2 separate regions of the Mus musculus genome follow, and region 2 is linked to region 1. Evidence: chromatin contacts called from public Hi-C data. All regions are on one chromosome and are shown on one strand. The core of a region is the stretch at or near the end of the contact, and the rest is flanking DNA. Distances in the headings are between cores, read along the strand shown.

Evidence for each region. A called contact is a pair of places that touch in the nucleus more often than the background predicts.
Region 2: a Hi-C map of 3T3-L1-derived adipocytes shows a contact between it and region 1, with 4 times the contacts expected there. The contact joins two enhancer-like sites. A contact is called at or near these places in 5 of 484 Hi-C or Micro-C datasets (3T3-L1-derived adipocytes, the N1E-115 cell line, cerebellar granule neurons and 2 more) and 1 of 115 datasets of contacts at active chromatin or transcription factors (bone marrow-derived dendritic cells).

The regions. Positions count from the first base shown.
Region 1 is chr15:67,900,191-67,903,550 of GRCm38.p6, forward strand. No RefSeq gene overlaps it. Among named protein-coding and RNA genes, the nearest start is that of Zfat, 360 kb to the right of the region's middle. Within about 2 kb of position 1,316, at least 32 of the 459 cell types and tissues checked have an H3K27ac peak or open chromatin away from gene starts, as enhancers often do. A contact at or near this core is called in 3T3-L1-derived adipocytes and uterus, where this site is marked.
Region 2 is chr15:68,201,534-68,205,286 of GRCm38.p6, forward strand. All of the region lies in intron 3 of Zfat (zinc finger and AT hook domain containing), which reads right to left. Among named protein-coding and RNA genes, the nearest start is that of Zfat, 55 kb to the right of the region's middle. Within about 2 kb of position 2,483, at least 27 of the 459 cell types and tissues checked have an H3K27ac peak or open chromatin away from gene starts, as enhancers often do. A contact at or near this core is called in 3T3-L1-derived adipocytes and uterus, where this site is marked.

The sequences.
Region 1 (3,360 bases), core at 66-2,565:
GTTGCTTTACATAATGAATTGAAGAACAAACTGCCTATTGTCAATACAAGGTACATTGATAGGGAATAAGGACCATGATCCAGGACGGGATCAGGGACCAGAAAGAGTTGTTTTTAAGACAGTTGCTAAAGTGAGCCACTAGAGCTTAGTCCCAAGAATAAACTGAGGAGTACAGTTAAAATCCAACCTCAGAATCATCCCAACCCTAGGCAGAAGAGGGCTGAGGTCTTAATATGTCCTCTCATATTCCCCACAGCTTTAGAGCTGCTCCTAGGAAGAAATAGTGTTTCCTGGAAATTCCAGCCCATGCAAATCTTAGGAAGATTGAGTGTTTCGTTTTCTTTGAGCATGGCAGCACTGGCCCCAGGGGTCAGGAGAGCGATTCAGAAGCAGCAGGAAGATCTTTGGTGCTGGAGAAAGTATACTGTCTGAAGTTGGCTCTGTCCTTTGCATCAAGCCTGCTTTCAGCTCACTCACCCTTCATACTGATTGAATAAAGACATTGAAATATCTTAAGAAAGAGTCTGACTATGGAGAGAGCTGAATCCAAGGCCACATCATCAGAACTCTGCCTCTGATTCTTTAAACCCCAGCCAAGGATTGGCTGTTTTAGGTCAGGGTAACCTAACATCGATGTTTCTGTAACTGAGTGTGTATTCACTTGATGACAACATCTTTTCTAAAAGAATGAAGAGATCCTGAATAGGCCTGTGTAAGCACACAGTAGGTCCTCAGTATGGCTAACCTTCAAACCATTCTCACCTGTGATATAAGTAGAATATACTCACTTTGTAGAAAAGAACAAAACAAAATTCTTGCCTTTTATTATTTTGAGGCTCTTCTTCGGCCCGATTCCACAAGCTAATGTGCTCTTGCCAAATGCAGCTGTGGACTCATCAGGAAGACTTTGCCTCTGCCGACTCTTCTTGCACTCGCTTAGTGGATGGCACAGTGTGCTGCTTGAGTAAAGCCGCAGTGCTGCTGGCTGATGGGAGTTGAAACCACAGAGCTGAAGCCCTGCGTCCAGAAGCAATTTCATTCTCATTGCATGATCTATTCTTCTCACTGGCTGTCCCACCGAGCCTGACTCCGTGGGAGAGAACCGTTCTTGCCCAGCCATCATGATGTTCCAGAACCCTGGGGCTCTTCCAAGCAGCATATTTTCAGGCTCATTTCATTTTCTGTCTTGGATTCAACCATCTGGAAAAGAAGTTGGGAGAATGACGCCCCATCTCTTGTCCCACCGGACTTGGAGAGGACATGCCAGCCAAGTTCATGTCAATCTGTTTGTAGATTGGCAAAGGAAAGAAGACCCCCCAGGGCCCCCTGGTGCTGATTGGGACCATGTGCAGCTGCTGGTGGAGTCAGCTCTTTCTGGTTCCCCACCCTGTATGAATATCACGAGTCAGCTTGGCCAAAGTGAACATACAGAGAGAGGAGAAAACTCCTGTCTGTCACTCTTCTTCCCAACCTCAAAGGCTAGCTGTGGAAGAAATTCACTGTCAGGGAATCAACAAGCAGATCTGGGCCTAGGTCAGGAGAGAGTAGTGACATTGCAGAAGTGACCATTGGATAAGATATTCAGCATAGAGGCAGCCCCATGGAGCACAGGACAGATTCCTGCATTGTCTCCTGGCTCTGCCTCTTTCTAGGTCTGTAAACTATGGTGCTTATAACATCCTGTGTCCTCAGCATCCTCATGTGTGTGAAGAAGAACATGCTCTTACTGTTACAGCAAGAATCTCAGCAAAAATTCAAAACAAGGATGACAGACACTAGCCAGCTTTGTAACTGTCATTCACACTGATGGGTTTAGACAAGCTGACTTCAATCAAAAAAGGCACACTCGGAAGTCTTTGGTTGAAATCCTGGCTCTATTTCCAGTTTTCCAAAGTTTGACCCTGACTACTATAATTAAAAGACTTCACCATTCTTAGCCTTAGATTTCCATATTGAAAAACTAAGAAATAAATCCCTCTTGTAGAGGGCTGTGGTGGAATTTAAGTGGTCATGATTAGAATTACTTGAGAAAATAAATTTTTATTTATCCCTGACTCAAAAGTCAATGGATAAAACAAAATATAAAACAAATGATCAAAAGATGTTTCTTGAGTGCGTGAATGAATGAATAAGCCATTTAAAGCATGCATTACCAGACATAATCACACACACACACACACACACACACACATAATCACATTAAGCTAGGCTGCATTCTGAGCACGTCTCTGGTACTGTCACAATCAATCCTTTCAACTGAGAGATAGTTCTAGTGTGTGTGGCTATGATCTTTTAAGGACACTGCAAGTCTTAAAGAGATTAAGTAATACATCCCAAGTCACAAAGGTCACCCACAGAAAAGGTGATTCTAAACCACATCTCTGGACTTTAAGGACAATGGGCTCTTAGACTGACAAATCCAAACACAGGTCTCTGCACTTTTGCAGGTAGAGAGCAAAGCTTGGCTCTCATACCTGGTAACTGGCTGATGCCTACAAAGCATTTGCAAGCATTTCATATTCACCGACCCTGTGTCATCCCGATTTTACCAATGAGAAAATTGAGGGTTGATTAAATACCCCATTTCAATGCGAAGACTAAGTAACAAAGTCAGAATTTCAACTTAGGAAGACTGGCAACTGATCCTATGTTTCAAAAACACTCAAAGACCTGAATGCAGAGACACAGACACATGGCATCGTGTAGCAGGTATTCTTCCCCCTCACAGAATTCCTTTTTCAGACACCTTTGCATCAAAGGGAGCGGAGATTGCCATTCCATCCATCTGACTCTATGAATGGAGCCCTGGAACAAGGATTTGCAGAAGTCTACGATGGGTTCTAGACTCCTCTAGAAGGCAATCTGAAGTCTGGTGCTGCCTTGAGTGTCTTCCAGACTCACAGGAGAATGAGAAAACCCAAGTGACAGGCCCACAGAAGCTTTTGACCTTTTAACAGCCTGTGGCACATCTACAGTTCCTCTTGGCAAGACAGTTCCTCTTGGGCAAGTTCCTCCACCCACAAAGGCTCTAGACACAGCTGAATTGAATGGGGGAGGTATCGCCTTAGAGAAAAGGAAGTCTTAGCAATAAGAAGGAAAGCAAATGGCCTAGAATACAAAGAATCAGAACACAAGCTCCATTCATGCCATGCCTCTTCATGTAAGCACTCACCCTTTGATACCACCATCACCTAATACCTACTCTACCACCTCCATCCTAGCATCTACCTAACTTCAACACTCTGCACTCATCTCAGAACTTAAAACTGGCTCCTATATCTTACTAAGACCACTGGTCAGGATGTGGTCAGCCATACATACCTTGTCACTTACTCCCATATATATAGCTGCCTCCAGGAA
Region 2 (3,753 bases), core at 1,233-3,732, 300 kb after region 1:
ATATGGGCAGAGCCTTCCTTCCTAAAGTAGTGGTTCAAAATCTTCTGGGGCAGGATTTAGTGGGTATCCTAGATCCTTGAAAAGGTGCCTAAGCATCCTTTGTTCCAAAGGCAGGCAAAAGAGTCAAGATCCACAGTGCAGGACACTGCCTCCTAAAGACTGTGACCCTTATAGCAAGAGCTGGATCCTGGGAGTTTCAGAGATCGAGACCCAACTCTTCACTTCCACATGCACTCTCCACCCAGACTTAAGACATTTCTCAAGTCTAGAAGACCCTCCATTTCTTAACCCAAGGGAGGAGAAGACACTTGCCCCAGCATCCAGTGGTAGAAGGAGGCAGACATATAGTGCCTTGCCTAGTGGCTTGCTCAGTTGGGCACGAGAAGACAGCAGTGCCAGGCTTTCTAATCCCTCCACCTACATTTGTGGAATTGCACTAAGAGTGAGAAGTTCAGGCCTCCATCACCTCTGGAAGTAGGCAAATGGAAACCTTCCCTGTCTAATCTTCCAGGCCCATGGAAGCTTCCCTAAATACCCTATAGCTTCCCACAGGTTCACAGCTCTAGGTGTTCAATTCCCTCCTTCTCCAGGCAACACCAAGAATGAATGGGAAGGCTGTATAAAGAATCAGAAGCCTGTGCATCCACAGACCCTCTCCCTCCCCGGCACTGCCTCTGCTGTAGGCACTGTACTCACAGTCAGAAAAGTACAAAATAGCTGGCTAAGGGGGCCAAGAAGACTTTGCAGGAGGCAAACACTGAAATAATCTAGGGAACACTTTCTAGCAAGAAATGCAAAGAGGAAGTGGACTGTGACAAATAGTCCAGTCCCAGACCATGGTAAGACAGGCCAGGCACATCAGTGGTGGGGATGGTTGGACATGGGAGACACTTGAGCAAGAAGCACAGAGCACTCTATGCTCTGCACACTCTGGACAGGTTCTTAGGTCCAGAAGCAGAATCAGACAGTGACTGGTGTAAAGCCAACATAACCTCTACATGGACATGACAAAAGACCAGGGGTCCAGGGGCAGTCATAGGTCAAAAATCCAGAAGTTGCTAAAGGACAGGTCAGCAGAGCTCCACTCAGGTGGAGTGGCCTGAGCCATGCCCTATGCCTATGGGCAGAATCTGGCACAGTTCTGTGATGAGCAGAAGAGAAGGGCATTAGAGAAGACTAGGCAGGTAGAGCGGGAAGGCAGGAGGGCTGCAGCAACTGAATCCCAGGGGAAAGAACCATGCAGGGCCACAGCACTATGTAGCAGCGAGCTCTCGGATCAAAATATTTCATCCATCAGAGAAGCTCCCTAAGACAGAAAGAAACATCTCAAACTGCTTCAGGAAGTCCCTACAATTATCCAGATTCAAGAGCCCACACCCACCCTTCCAGCCTGCTGAGAGTCACTCTCAGACAAGCCAAGACAAGGGTTCACCCAGAAGAGTCTTAGTCAAGCCCACATGCTGCAGCAGAAACCAGCCAGCTGCCTGGAAGAGGTCTAGACCACCTGAGCCACCTGGAAAGGACTCTCCAACCCGCTGAGCGGCCTGCAGGCTGTACAGTGTGCTCCAGGTTTTCTACTTTTATGAGGTGGGCTTTGGTGGTGCAGCTCTGGCTTTGAGTCATTTCTGCTCCTATAAGTAACCGGAATAAAACTTACTGGTTCACCAAGTTGGACTTTGTTGGTATCCAAACTTTGGTCTCCCTATCTAGGGTGAGTTGGTGTGTGTGTGTTGTGTCTGTATAGGAAAAAGTCTGACATACAACACACATCCTTACTACATGGTGCCCAAGGCTGAGCTCAGTCGGATGCCTACTGGTGTCTCTTCCCGGAGGAACTCTAGGCAGTCCAAGCATGACAAACAGGGCTCTGGCAGGCTTTGCCCTTCTCCCTCATTCTCTTTGCCTTGCTAAAAACTATTAGATTGGATTCCCAAAGCCTGTTCCCTTCTTTGGCCCCTTCTTCCTCCTGAGGCTAACTACCAAGGTCCAGCTCTCAGAGTACTGAAGTAATCAAAAGCCCCTTTGGCTCACCTAATTAGCATGCCCAGTTAAAATTAAACACCTCATCCTAACTCAGGGGCTCCCTTTTACGTTTATAAACTGCCGTTTGCCTATGGGCCACATCAGTATCCTCTATCCAGAGGCAGTCCTTTGTCCTCTAAGACAAATACTCCTTCCTTCTCTCCCCTGGTCTTGTCCCCTTCTCCCTCTTCTTCCATCTCCTGCCTTTGTCTCTTATTCTCTGTCCTTTGTTCCTCTGGGCAAACAGATCTCCTTTGTGCTGAGGACAGTCTTGGGGTGTCCTAGTCTGCTATCTTTTCCTAATGTTCCCTGAGTTGTTAGGAGGGGGAAAAAAAAAGCAACGAAAAGGCAGCAAAAAGAAACAGAGCCATCACTCACTTTCCCAAGGAGAAATGTGTGCTGGTCAGAAGGCCACCTGCAGACTCTCAAATGCAACTCAGAACTATCCTCATCAAGTGTCCAGCAACTGTCACAAGCAACTGTGTCATAAGGCACAGAGCTGAAGGAAGTACAGTCGAAAACTCCAGGAGAACACAGTGTGTCTTCAAGAAGACCTGGAAACTACTGTGTGTTCTTCCATAGGAATGTTTAACAAGAGCAGTGGGGAGTTTCACAGTTCTCTTTTCAGGGAATGACCCCAGTAATAGGAAACTTTGGGGGCTCAGAAGCCACTTTCACAAGCTTCACATATTGATTTCTGCAGGCTGAAAAATGTTTTTCAAAAACACCAGCTGTTCCTCATCACAACAGGGGAAAAAACTCTTTTCCCAGTTCCTCTTACTATTGAAATGCAGAATAAAATAAATAAATGTTGGATACATATTCTAAATGTTATTTTAACTTGCCAGGGTTCAGAGGAGAGAGAGAAAACACTTATTTTGCTTTCATCTAATTGTTTTAACAAGCTCTGGAGTCAAGGTCAATTTCTGAAATGTCACTGAAGTGCTCTTTACAGTGCATGTGCTGGAAGAATTATGTGACTATTTTCCGATTGTAATGTTGTGCTTGGTAGCCTAGGGAGCACCGTGCAGTATGTTGAGCTCAGCCCGAGGCAGCTGGGCATAAGGGCACTTCTACAGACTTGAGAGGCGTCCACCCAGACCAGAGGTGGGGAAAACAACGAGGCTCTACCTTCCCGTTAGGTATCTGTGAAATTGAAGACCTTTTAGGCCACGGGGATCAGTGACGGATGAGGATGTTTTCCACGGGGCTTATTACTATGTATACTGATAATCCTGTGAGGAGGACGGTGCCTGCCTGCCTTGCTACAGTCACTGCCTAATTATCACAGAATGTACTGCCAACAGTACGAAGCTTGCAGAGGAACTTTGATTTCTTACTAAGGTACAGGAAACCCTCCCTGCCAGAGGCCTGGGGAAAGAGTGTGCTCTGTCCCCCTAAGGCAGAGATAACAGGGATTTCTAAGGCAGGAATGTGGTAGCTCAGGACACAGCCTGAAAGAGCAGATCTTGCTCCTTACCTCCCCCCAACGGGGACACTGGATAAACACCTTGGCTAGACTTAAATTCCTCAGGGACTAAATTAGAAAAGGAGCTTAAATGCCCAGTTCTTTTTTAACCAATCTTACAGAAACACATACTGTGTTGTTCAGTTTACACAGCATTCTCAGAATGACAAAATCACAGATTTGGAGACTAGATCAGTGGGCAAGTGTTGGGAGACCAATGTGGGTAAAAGAGCAGCAACAGGTGAGCTTTGAGGGAACAGGGC